Linked DNA regions of Sus scrofa: region 2 is linked to region 1. The links are chromatin contacts, called in public Hi-C maps. All regions are on one chromosome and are shown on one strand. Each heading gives the region's core, a stretch centred on a gene start, on an enhancer-like site or on the middle of the called end of the contact. The rest is flanking DNA. Distances are from core to core; before and after follow the strand shown.

What was found. A called contact is a pair of places that touch in the nucleus more often than the background predicts.
Region 2: a contact with region 1 is called in a Hi-C map of skeletal muscle, with 5 times the contacts expected there. The contact joins the promoter of ING2 here to the promoter of DCTD in region 1. A contact is called at or near these places in 2 of 47 Hi-C or Micro-C datasets (heart right ventricle and skeletal muscle).

The regions. Positions count from the first base shown.
Region 1 is chr15:44,488,324-44,494,353 of Sscrofa11.1, reverse strand. It overlaps DCTD (deoxycytidylate deaminase), which reads left to right and starts at 1,760. Exons shown (of 6, transcript XM_021075124.1): 1 at 1,760-1,783; 2 at 3,524-3,638; 3 at 4,022-4,157. The coding sequence starts at 3,531.
Region 2 is chr15:44,913,169-44,919,011 of Sscrofa11.1, reverse strand. ING2 (inhibitor of growth protein 2) reads right to left here and starts at 1,417. Exons shown (of 2, transcript XM_003133342.5): 1 at 317-1,417. The coding sequence starts at 488. It overlaps LOC100621235 (a long non-coding RNA gene), which reads left to right and starts at 1,446. Exons shown (of 5, transcript XR_001301384.2): 1 at 1,446-1,531.

The DNA.
Region 1 (6,030 bases), core at 511-3,010:
ATGATGTCATTTTATAAGATGAGAGACTTTCAGTGAAACACGGGAACATTCAGGGTAATGTGTTTGTAGCAAGTAGGATCCTGAATTTATTGCAGAGGGGACTGTGTGAGTTGACCAAAATGGAGACTGATGAGAAGTAACTAAATTATGTATGATAGTCTTTACAGAGCAGAGGAAGGAAGAAAGCTTAATGATGTTGTGGTTGAAGGACCAGAAGCAATTGGCGATGCGTAGGTTGGAGGCTGGTAAGAAGAGAAATGGATCTATGAAGACTCAAAGACTATAGATGAGTGTGACAGGGACCTACCAGTGGATTGGGGAGGGGAAAAGAAGCAGGGGCTCAGCATATAATAAATTTTAGTGGCAACAAGACAGCCAAGTAAAGTTAACTTGACATTAAAAGTCATCATCTTAATCTACATAGCTCTTTCCAGTCTCAGTCTTCTCAAGGCAAAAAAAAAAAAAAAAAATCTATAGTTAAGGATGAAGTATTTTTTTCCCCTTTGCTTTCCCGGCATCCACTGAACACAGTACATAATTTAATTATTGAATCTACAGGCTGGACCATGGAGATGAAGAATGATGTGTCTGCTGTGGTGAGAAATTAGATAGAACCAACTGTTTATTCTCATCATTCTTCCTCTGTTAGGGTAAATTAATATAGTTAACAAGCTTTTGTTTGGATTAGAGGCTCAGATCTGGGATGTGCTGATCAGAACTCATGATCACTACAGTAGCTATTATTTATGGAGCGCTGACAGTATCCTCAAGCCCCACGTGTGAAACAGAAAGGGGTTCTTTTGTCATTCTCAGGGGTGGAACCAGTGTTCCACTAGACTTAAGGGCTATACATTTGAACAGAATAAGGAAACAAGAAAATCAGATTTAGTTCCCTAGAGCATAGAACTTCAGAAATGTCACCCAAGGTCTTTCCTATTGATCTGCACCATGTTTTTTGGTTTTGGTTTTTTTGTTTTGTTTTATTTTTTAAATAATTGTAACAAAATGTGCACAATTGCATAGCCAGCAAACATCACGGGGAAGACCGGGAGGGGTGTGGACAGTGGAGAGGGTTGAGAAGGGATCGCAGGCTTTGGCACACATCTCAGACCCTTCTACACAACTTGAGCAGGAACTGTAAAGCTGGTCAAGCAAAGCGCTTATGCAAATGCAGCTTCGAGGCATTCGAGCCTCGAGGCAGAGCTTCCCCGCCCAACCCAGTTCTCTGCCCCCAACAAACTCCTTCCCCGTGAAACTGTGAAGCTACTACAGGTCAAAATTACCCAGGAAGACATGGCGACAGAGCAGGCCCATTCCAGAGACTCAAACCAATTTTCCTTCCTTCCCCTTTCCGCTTTAGTGCAGTAGATTCTTTCGGGTCTTTTGCACAGGTAAAAGACCTCTCTCTATATAATTTCTTAATAACGGAGAGCCTTAGGTAGCAGATAGTAAAGTCAGGTGGGGGAAAAATAAATCCCCAAACCTGCACCATCAACAACAAAAACGACCTACTTTTCTGCGATCTGAAAACTGCAATGGTTTTAAGGTCAGAGCCCCGGGAGCGGCCGCCTGCCGTACCTCCCGGTGACCCGGGGTGGCCGGGCGACCGCGCAGGTCCCGCCCAGCGGCCTCGGGATGGGTTCGCGGGCTCCGGGGCTCGGCGGCCGCCGCCGCCAGATCAAAGTCAACGGTGAAACCCAAACCCCCCACAACAAAGGGGGCCAGCCGGCCCGGAAGGAGACGTTCGTGCGCTGGCCCTAAAGGGCGCCATCCGGACCTTTAGGTGGGCTGGGCGAGTTAACTGTGCGGCTGGGACAAGCGCGCAGGCGACCCTGCGGAGGAACCGCCCGCCCGGCGCGCGCCCCCCGGCCCATCCTGGGGCGCGCGGCCGCCACCTTCCGGCCACGCGGCGGCCCCGCCTCCTCTGCCGACTTCCTCCCCGGGCGCGCGGCGGGACGGCGGCGGCGGCGGCGGGGACGAGCGCCGGCCTGCAGGTCGCGGACCCTGACCGGAGGGAGGGCGGGGGCAGCGGTACGGGTCCACGTGGCGCGGCTGGGGCGCAGGGAGTCCTGGGGACGCACCATCCCGGTTGGAGCCTCCGCTGGGCAAACACGCGCGGGGCCGCGGTATTCGGTCAGTTCAAGCCTCCAGGACGCTTTCTCTTTCGCGGGAGCCGAGAGCGCCCGGTGGTTCCGGGGGGACCTGAAAAGAGCAGTCATGTGTGCGTTGGGGGTGCGTGGTTCCGACCTGGGATCGGAATCGAGGGTGGCGGGAGAAGCATGGATTGTATCCCGGCGGGTGGCTCGTCCCTCCTGTACTTCTGCCCCTGGGTTTCGGGGCACCAGCGAACGTGAAACCAAACCGAGGAAAAAAATTCCTTTCTCCTTTTTCTCCTCTCCTTGCTAACCTACTGTTTAGCAAGCAGTTAACCGGGTCTCCAGCAGAGACTACGGAGACTGACTGTTAAACCAGGTGGTAAAGTTCCAGCCAACATCGCTTCGTATTAGGAGGGTTTACAGGCTTCTCAGAATTTGGGCAATGTAATCAGTGGGTAACAGTGGTGCCCAGTGCCAGCTTGTTGGCTGCGCCCCAGTCTGGGCCCCGCCACCGTGCGGGATAGCCTAAACTTCACAGGAGATCCTGACACCCAGCTGCCGGGAAATCTCCCCTTTAGCCCAGGTGTCCAGGCTTTCTCAAGACTTCTCACTGAGAGCCATCTGGGTCTTGTGTGGCCCTCCTTCCTTGCCCTTGTTTCCTCTCCTTTGAAAGGACACCTTCCTTCCTGGGAGTTTTAAGTCCCTTCAGGGCCACTCCCTGAAGAGAGACCGCTTGCACCTGCTGGGTAGCCCAGTGTTACTGAGATCTTGCCTTAGTACTCTTGTCACACTTCATAGCTTCTTCTCATTTGGTTCATTACTCGGTATAGATAACTTCTGTCCCATCTGGGGAAAGGAAAGGCACAAATGAATATCACAGTTGGGACAGCTCCAAGTGGAATCCAGCCAGCATGGATGGATAATCATGTGATGTGATCTCAGGCGAGCCACCTAAGTTCTCGTAAGAGGAATGTTAGTTACTTTAGCTCAGAATGAAGCTTGGGTGAGATGCTATGTATCATTTTTCACCGTGTCTGAAATATATTAGATGGTCAATCAGGGTTCCCTTTCCCCTCCCTCCTGTGCTGGCTCCATTTGATGGGGGAGATGTAAAGGATGAGAGTGATTTGTAGGGCAGGCATGCGTAGTAAATCCTATGAGAAAGCAGTGACTAGATGTAATATCTGGGAATAGCCTTACAGGCTGAACCCAAACTTCTGAAATAGGAACTTAATTTCTTAATTTTTTTTTTTTCTTAAGACCAGAGATCGCCTGGGATTCAGATGCTGTCATTTCTGATTGATAAATGTACATTGAAATTGTCTGACTTTGTCGATCCAAAGTTGAAATGTGCTTGGGTTAAGCTGGAAAGCAGATTGACCAAAATGTGTTTCTCGACCGCTGTTCTGTTGTGTTTTTTTTTCTAGACTCAGCATGAGCAAAGTGCCCTGCAAAAAACGTGATGACTATTTGGAGTGGCCTGAGTATTTCATGGCAGTGGCCTTCCTGTCAGCACAGAGGAGCAAAGATCCAAATTCCCAGGTAGGTGAGTTTTACAGGAGAATGTTTGGGAATTCATTCAGTTTTACAGTCTGAATGTTTCACAAGCAGACACAGAGGTTCCCACACATCAGCCAATTATACAAGCAAGAGACTCTGTGGACACCCGCCCGCTTACGGAAGCGGAGAAAACCTGCTGTTTTTCATGCTGCACTCCTGAGTGCTCACATTTTCCTGTGAGAGAATAAATTGTCACATGCCATCATTCACTGCCTCTTATACCCAGAGACACAGAGCTCTTAGCACATCCAGAAGCTGCCTGCCGTTTGGGAGCTCCATAGGCCTCTGGTCTCTCATACTGCCTCTCTGGTGACAGGCCAGCCCTCCTTCAAAGTCACTGAGCCTTTGGGTGTGTTTCCCTGTAGGTCGGAGCCTGCATCGTGAATGCAGAAAATAAGATTGTGGGCATCGGGTACAATGGAATGCCCAATGGGTGCAGTGATGACCTCTTGCCTTGGAGGAGGACAGCAGAGAACATCCTGGACACCAAATACCCTTACGGTAGGGCATTGTTTGTGTTCCGTTCCACCTATCGGCCTAGCCTGGATGAGTGCTTAAATGTGACGGATGGTCAGGAAGCGTCATTTCCTGTTCACTTATCAACAACTGGAAAGAAGCAGCATCCTATTGAACTACCCCAATTTCCCGCCTCCCTCTCCTTAAATCCAAAGAAAGCCAGTGAGCAGAAGCATGGCAGTGGTTCCACAAGCAGTCCTGTTTTACTGCTGGCAGGCTTCTCTGCAGAGTGCCACAGCCCCTGGGGAGGCGGCTGTGAAATGGACACAGTGGCTCTGCCATTTGTTTCTTGGCCACTTGGAAGCAGAGCCAGCTAACCACGTACTGGCCAGGGCTTTGCTCTGATGAGAAGCAGGGTTCATTTCCACCTCCCAGGGGAATCTGGCTCAGGCCGATCTCTGGGATGCGGAGCACGCACTGTGAGCTGGACGTCACAGGGGTGGATGGCACAGTGGCCTCCTCCTGTTCCCTGGGCTCTGCAGTCCCAGGTGACCGGCGGTCAGACCGCAAGCCACAGGCATGGAACCGAGGACCTTTGGCCTGGCCATCTCTGGTTTCCATCTTTAAGTTAGGGAAGGATGCTGGATGCTGTTTTCTCTCTGAGCCCCAGGGAGTCTCACCTCAGAGATTATCTGGGAGGGACCAGCCAAGCCTCACCTTTCTTTTAATTCCCTGAAGAATATGCAACTACTGCCATAAAAAGATGGCGTAGGCTGGCTGCTGCTTTTTCTTAATGTTGGGACCTGTGTTTATGTCTGGAGCTGAACAGCCAGCCTCTGTCGGCAGTAAAGTGGATGAAGGCCATCCAGATGGGAAAGGCTTGCCTTCAGGAAATGAGGCTCAGGCACAATGGGAGTCTTTTCTGTTTCGTTGGCTCTTCCCTGGTAGGTTTTCCTTGAGAATACTTAGCCTAATTTATATATTTTTACTAATGTTCCTGGACCTTAATCATGTTAAATAAGCCCCATAAATTTCTTTTTAAGCTGCTTCAGGGCCACTGCTTCATTTTTGAAAGAAAAAGAAAAACCATGCCTGGAGGTGGAGAAGAATTGAGGAATGAGATTGGGGAGAACTACAAAGCACTCAGGGCTTTCAGGGAATAAAACACAGTTTAGTGATTAAGGGGATTTCATAGTCAGGTTAGCCCATTTAATTCCCCCCACCTCCCGGAGGAGGAGGAAGAATGGGATTCTGGGGTAAAGGGCAAAAATGTCTTCTCAGGCCCAGCTTTATAGCTGAGTAGAGGATGGGAAAGATGTGGTGACATGTTTTAGAAACATTTTGTCATCAGGTTTTGATTCTGTACAGTTGCAACAATAAGGAAGAAAGGAAGTGATTCCTTGTGTGTAGGCACATGAAAAGGTGATTTTTCACAGGACATTCAAGGTCAGGTATAAAAATTGCAAAAATGAAAGGGTCGCTGTGTTCAAGGTCCACACGGCATTGTGTGGGTACCCCAACCCTTACTCACCAGGTCAGGACAGATAGCTCTGGCTCCAGAGCTTCCTGGTGGAGCACTGAGGCTATTACCGAAAGATGCCGGTGGTCAAATTGGCATAGAGGGGCCTTCACTGGTTAGTGAGTGGCTCTCCCGGGGGGACCCATGCCTTCTTCAATCTTCGTGAGCCTCAGGCACATTTCTGGCAGTGACCTAGAAGCCCAAGGCTTTGCAGCACATTTACAGTCCCCGGGCTTCTCACTTCCAGAACCTCTTGAGTGGCTGATTGTGTTTGTTCTGAGACATTTGCCTTTGGTCCAAGTTGGACCTTTCAGAGCTCCTTTCCAGAAGGAATTAAAAAAAACCCACACAGGCATTTGTCCAGCTTCACTGATTGTATTTTATTGAATGGTTGCCGGG
Region 2 (5,843 bases), core at 168-2,667, 430 kb before region 1:
CTGCTTAAAATGGCTGATTCCCCTCCACACCAGCTGCAGCCTCCGGGTCTGCAGCGGGGGCTGTCGAGCCGCCCCCACCTCCACCCTTGAGACTCCAAGAGAAGTCCTCGCCGACCGCAGGGGGAAGGGAGGGCCGCGAACCCCGTCTCCAGTCCCGTTCTCCCGTCCCACACACCAGACCCCTCTGTACACTCGGGGAGACTGTCACAGGAGAAATGGAAAGCGGCACTTCCCCAGGCAGGCTCCGAGGGACCGTGCCCGGCGGCCAGCGGATGAGTTGGGGGAGGACCCGCACAGGCAGTCCCGCGGCCCCTACCTTGATATTTGTTGTCCAACTCTCGCAGCACGGACACGTTCCTCTGCATGTCGTGGGGCAGCGACTCCACACACTCGAGGTAGTCCTGCACGTAGCAGGTGAGAAGCCGGCTCCGCTCCCCGGTCAGGAGTGCGGCCGACGAGTAGAGTTGCTGCTGCTGCTGCCCTAACATCCTGCCGCCGCTGCTGCTCCTCGCCGCCGCCGCCGCCGCCGCCTCCGCATCCAGCAGCCACTCATGCAACAGCCACGGCCGCCGCGGCTCCTCTGCTCCGCAGCCCGGCGCCGCGGGGACACCCGCAGCCGCTCAGGAGGGCACAGCCGAGTCCCCCGATCTCCACTCCCCCCAAAAAGAAGCCCTCACTCCCCGCCCCCGCGGTAACAAGCCCAGGGGCGGGGCGAGATCTGGGCTCCCTCCTTTTTCCCCTCCCTCCCCAGGACTAGAGCAGCGGGGATCCCCCCAGCGGAGCTGGCGCCGGGGTCCCGGGCGTTGACACTTCCTGTCCCCCTCAAAATCCCCAGATGCTACCGATGCCGCTTCGCAGCTCGGAACCCCATGACAAGCCTTTCGCTGCCCCTTTCCTCCCAATCACCCTCGGTGCCTGTCGGAGAGTCTCTCACTGGATTGCCCCCGCCCCTCCGGCTGCGGACGCGTCTGCGCCTGCGCAGGCCTCCCTCCTAATAAGGCCGGGGGCCCGCCCCTACCGCCCTACCGAAAGGTTCGCATTCTCCCGCCTTCCCTCCGCCACCCGGGTGATTGGTCTGTAAACTCTCGGCCCGGGGCGGGGGGAGGGTGCGAAGGGCAGCCAAACGGCAGGCTGCGCACCGCCCCCTCTTAAAGGGGAAGCACTGTCAAGTCCACCTCTTTGCTCAAGGTCTGAATGGGACTTGCGGGGGCTGACGGCTGAGTCCTCCCTTTCGTCCTTCCCACAGGGAGGGGGAAGCTTGGACCAGCTCCCCCAGCCCGGTGTTACCGACTTTTCCCCCATCAGGTGGATCAAGCGCGGCCCCTCGCAAGCCTTAAAAGGAGCAGCGGGCGGTGGCTCTCCGCCGCGACCCTGGAGGGAGGCCTTGCGGGTCGACGCGGCGGCTTGCAGCGGGCGCGGCTCCGAGCATGCGCGGCGGCTGTGTGCCCGCCCGCTCGGCACCGCCCTCGGGCTCGGTCCTCCTCCCGCCGCGGCCTGTAGGCTCCCGGAGCATCCGGGGCTGATCGCGGAGGTAGGCGGTGCCCCCACAGCCCCCTGAGGTTTCTTTCTCCCTTAGTCGATCCGTGTTTTGAATCTCCTGGCTTCAACGAGGTCCCACCCTTCCTCAGACGCGGGGCCCCCCCGCGCCGTCCCACGACCGTGCAGGTTTTGTCCACCCTCCCGCTCTTGGGAGATCGAGTTTAGTGTGGGCTGACTGCCCTGAAAACTGTCCAACGGGTAACCTTAAAAAAAGAAAAAGAAAAAAGTTTCCCCCCGGGGGATCAGAACGTTTAAGCATTAAACGTCGGCTAGGGCTTCCTGGCGGCTTGAGGTTCACCACCACCTTAACATCTTTCTCCTCTAAGACAGAAAAACACTGGGGGGCCCGAGGACAAGGGGTGGTGAAGACGCGAGGAAAAACCTAATTAGGAATCAGGTTCACGTCCTCATCTAGGTGATCGGTCGACAGGGTTTAATTTCTGTCTTTTGTAAACTGAAATGCCAGGCAGAGGAGCTAATTTTAATTTCAGATGGACTCAGTTTGTATAATGACGTGTGTTTTTGGAAGAAACGGGTGTAAAGAGAACTAATACAAAGAGAATTTTAATGGCGTGCCAAAGTAAACAAACACTATTGTGAGTAGCACATTTGAGTTAAAAAGAAAACGTGAGTGGGTGATAAATTTGGATTTCTCCTTATATCCATTTGGTTCGCCGCGGTGGTGCACTTGCATGGTGACCTATTTAGAGTACTTTTGAAATAGCTGTTAATAGTATGGTTACCATTGACATGCAAAGAGAAATCTAGACCTTGAGGTACAGGATATTTTAAATTTTAAAGCCGAAACAAAGCATTCTTGGAAATTTGAGTCTTGGGAACAAAGTAATATTACACAGGACTCGAAGATTGTCATGTGCTATTTTCCTGTGACACTTTGAGGTTTTGACCACTTCAACCCAGGCAGTGTAGTATTGTATTTCAGAGAATCATCTAGGTTTCTTATTGTTGTCCTCCTTTAAATCTCTTAGGTTAAGCAGCCAGATCTTGTCAAAAAACAGTCACTGTGAAAAATTGAATTTTATCACTTTTTGCCTGAACCTTACTAGTTTTGTTTACACATAGATTTAAATCGGTTAGGGTTTTTTTGAAGGCCCCAAATAATGCACAATGTCTTATTATTTATTGATTCTGATTAGACATAGAATGCACCTATGATTTTATTCAGCCTAAATAGTGATCTGCAGGCAGATATGACACATGGTTAGAAAGTAGAAGTGAGAAAAGGCAGTGATTCTGAATACCTAGAGCACTCCCTCCAAGAACAGAAGAGCATGAGATGAAGGGAGGATGAATATGCAAATGTAAAACTTTTAGAGCATTATTTTCACCTTTCATAATCCTATTGAACAAGCTGAAAGGAAGCAAAAAAAAAAAAAAAATCCAGATAATGATTTTTGAGCTTGTGTTTTTCTAAACCTAAGGACACTCTTATCTGGTCATATATATGTGGGTGTGAATTATTTCAGACAAGTGCTTTTCTTGCTATATTAATTTACAAAAACGAATCAAAGGCTTATTCCTGCCATACTTTTGAAAGCAGACTGGGTGGAGAGAATTAAAAAAAAAAAAAAATCACCAACCTCCCCAAACTCAACCCTTGACCTTGGTTATTTATCATGTCCTTTTCTTCTCAGTAATTACTTAGCTGGAAACTTGGGGCCTTTTCAAATTGGGTTCCTGTACCCTGCTAAATACAGTATTTAAAAGTCCCTAATTCTCGGAGTTCCCGTTATGGTTCAGTGGTTAACGAATCCGACTAGGAACCATGAGGTTGTGGGTTCCATCCCTGCCCTTGCTCAATGGGTTAGGGATCTGCCGTGAGCTGTGGTATAAGTTGCAGACACGGCTCGGATCCCCCGCGTTGCTGTGGCTCTGGTGTAGGCCGGCAGCTACAGCTCCGATTCGACCCCTAGCCTGGGAACCTCCATATGCTGCGGGAGCGACCCAAGAAATGGCAAAAAGACAAAAAGACAAAAAAAAAAAAAAGTCCCTAATTCTCTGCAATGTAGAAATTAATCAATGGTATTTAATTGAATGAATAAAGCAAAAGACATCTTATTTGTTCTTCAGTATATTTTTCTTCCAAAAGTAACCTTTAAAAAGGTAAGTAAAGGCCACCACCAAATTAATAGAAGTGTCTGAGATTGCCTTTAATTTCTAAATCCATTACTTTAAGAGTTACCTGGTAGACCCTTATTTGTGCTGTGAGAAAGGGGAGCAACCACTTCAAACTCTAGCTAGTAATAGTGAAGTTTTCCTAAAGATCCTGCCTGAGAAGTTTCAGCTGCTGCTTGAGTCAGGCCAATTAAACTTGAAATCTTTTCTTTTTTCCTACTTTTTAATATTTTTAAAAACTTTATTATGGGAAATTTTAAGCACATACAAAAGTAGAGATAATAGTACATAAAATACTAAGATACCACTCGCCCAACTTGAACATTTATCAATATGTGGCTCATGATATTTCATCTATAAATGTTCTGCACCCCCTTATCTTTCTTGAATTATTATCATTGTATCAGTAAATGCTTTTCCGTTTGTTTTTTGGGGGGATTTTTTTTTTTTTTTTTTTTTTTTGGGCTGTAGTCCCAGCATGCAGTAGTTCCCCAGGCAGGGATCTAACTCAAGCAACAGCAGTGACAACACTGGATCCTTAACCTGCTGAGCCACCAGGGAACTCCAGTAAATACTTTAAATATGAACAGATAAGAGATAATTTTTTAAAAACATCTGCAATACCATTATCCCATCCAAAAATTATCTTAGTATCATTTAATGCTCAGGCGGTTGGAATTTCCCTATTGTCTCATTAATACCTTTTTACAATTGGTTTTTTCAATAGGATCCAAACGAATTCCACACTGCTTTTGTTTAGTGATGTCTTTTCTAAATCAGTAATAGGCAGTTAATTCTCTATTTAAATCAATGAAGCAGATAGCAGTGTTTTTCTAAGGAACATATTTGGATTGTTGAAAAGCTCTGTTAAAATGTAGGGAAATTTAAGAAAATCACTTTAACAGAGTCCTCATATTGAAATTGTCACCAGTTGACAGCCCACTGTAGAAATGAAATTATTCCTAACGCAAATAAATCAGTCCTGTAAAAATCTAGGCATTTTTTTAGAGTATAATTTGTTCTAGAAGGTCCAAGTCAAGCATTTTAAATTGTGCTAAAAAAAAAAAAAAAACCCAGACACTTTAAATCAATTCATTAGTACAGTAGGCAACAACATCAAGGAACAATAATAACACTTTGCATCTCCACTGAGCTCAGTTTTAAAGCATTTTTAATTGCTTTAATGCATAAGTAGTACACATTAATTGTAGGGGAAAAAACAGCAAAAAAGACATAAAATCACTAAAAATTGGAAATAAATCTTATTGGTATCTAAGTATACTCTTAAGATGATTCCATTTTAGTTTTTTGCTGTAAGGAAACACTTTGGCTACCACTAAAAGCCAAAGTTAAGAAAATATCAGGTTGTCAAGATGGAATATTGGAAATATGAGTATTGTTAGCCTGTATAGGTAATTTGTGAGATAGACAGCACAGATTGAGGTGTATCATCAATCCTACCATGAGTTATAGTAGTATTCAGCAATAAGAATGACTACTAACAGCCGCAAAAAAAAAAAAAAACACCGAAAAAACGAAAATAATACTAAGACCTTTTAATGAAGGGACTATGAATGACTGGGTCTATAGTCAGAAAATTCAGTATGATAAAATGTCATTCCCATAACCAAGAAGAAAAGCAAACACATATTATCCACTTTGGTTTTTTCTGACAGAAAAAAAATAACACATATGGTATACTTTGCATATTGCTGACCAGAAAAACATTCAATTTTCCCTGGATGGTTACCATAGTTACATGAGCCGTTTATAACATCAAGAGGGGGAACTAGGTCAGAGTATTGAAGGCGTTTGAATTATGCAATTATGTTTCCTAAAAGCAGGGGAAAGAGTTTAAAATTTAGGGAAGAGAGATTTATACTAATGTTCAAAATTGAAATTCTGGTCTAATTTTGCTGGTGAAACTTAATAAATCTGTCCACAGTTAAATGGTTGTTGTAGGAAGTTCCCGTCGTGGCGCAGTGGTTAACGAATCTGACTAGGAACCATGAAGTTGCAGGTTTGATCCCTGGCCTTGCTCAGTGGGTTAAGGATCTGGCGTTGCTGTGAGCTGTGGTGTAGACCACAGATGTGGCTTGGATCCTGTGTTGCTGTGGCTCTGGCGCAGGCCAGAGTCTACAGCTCTGATATGACCCCTAGCCTGGCTC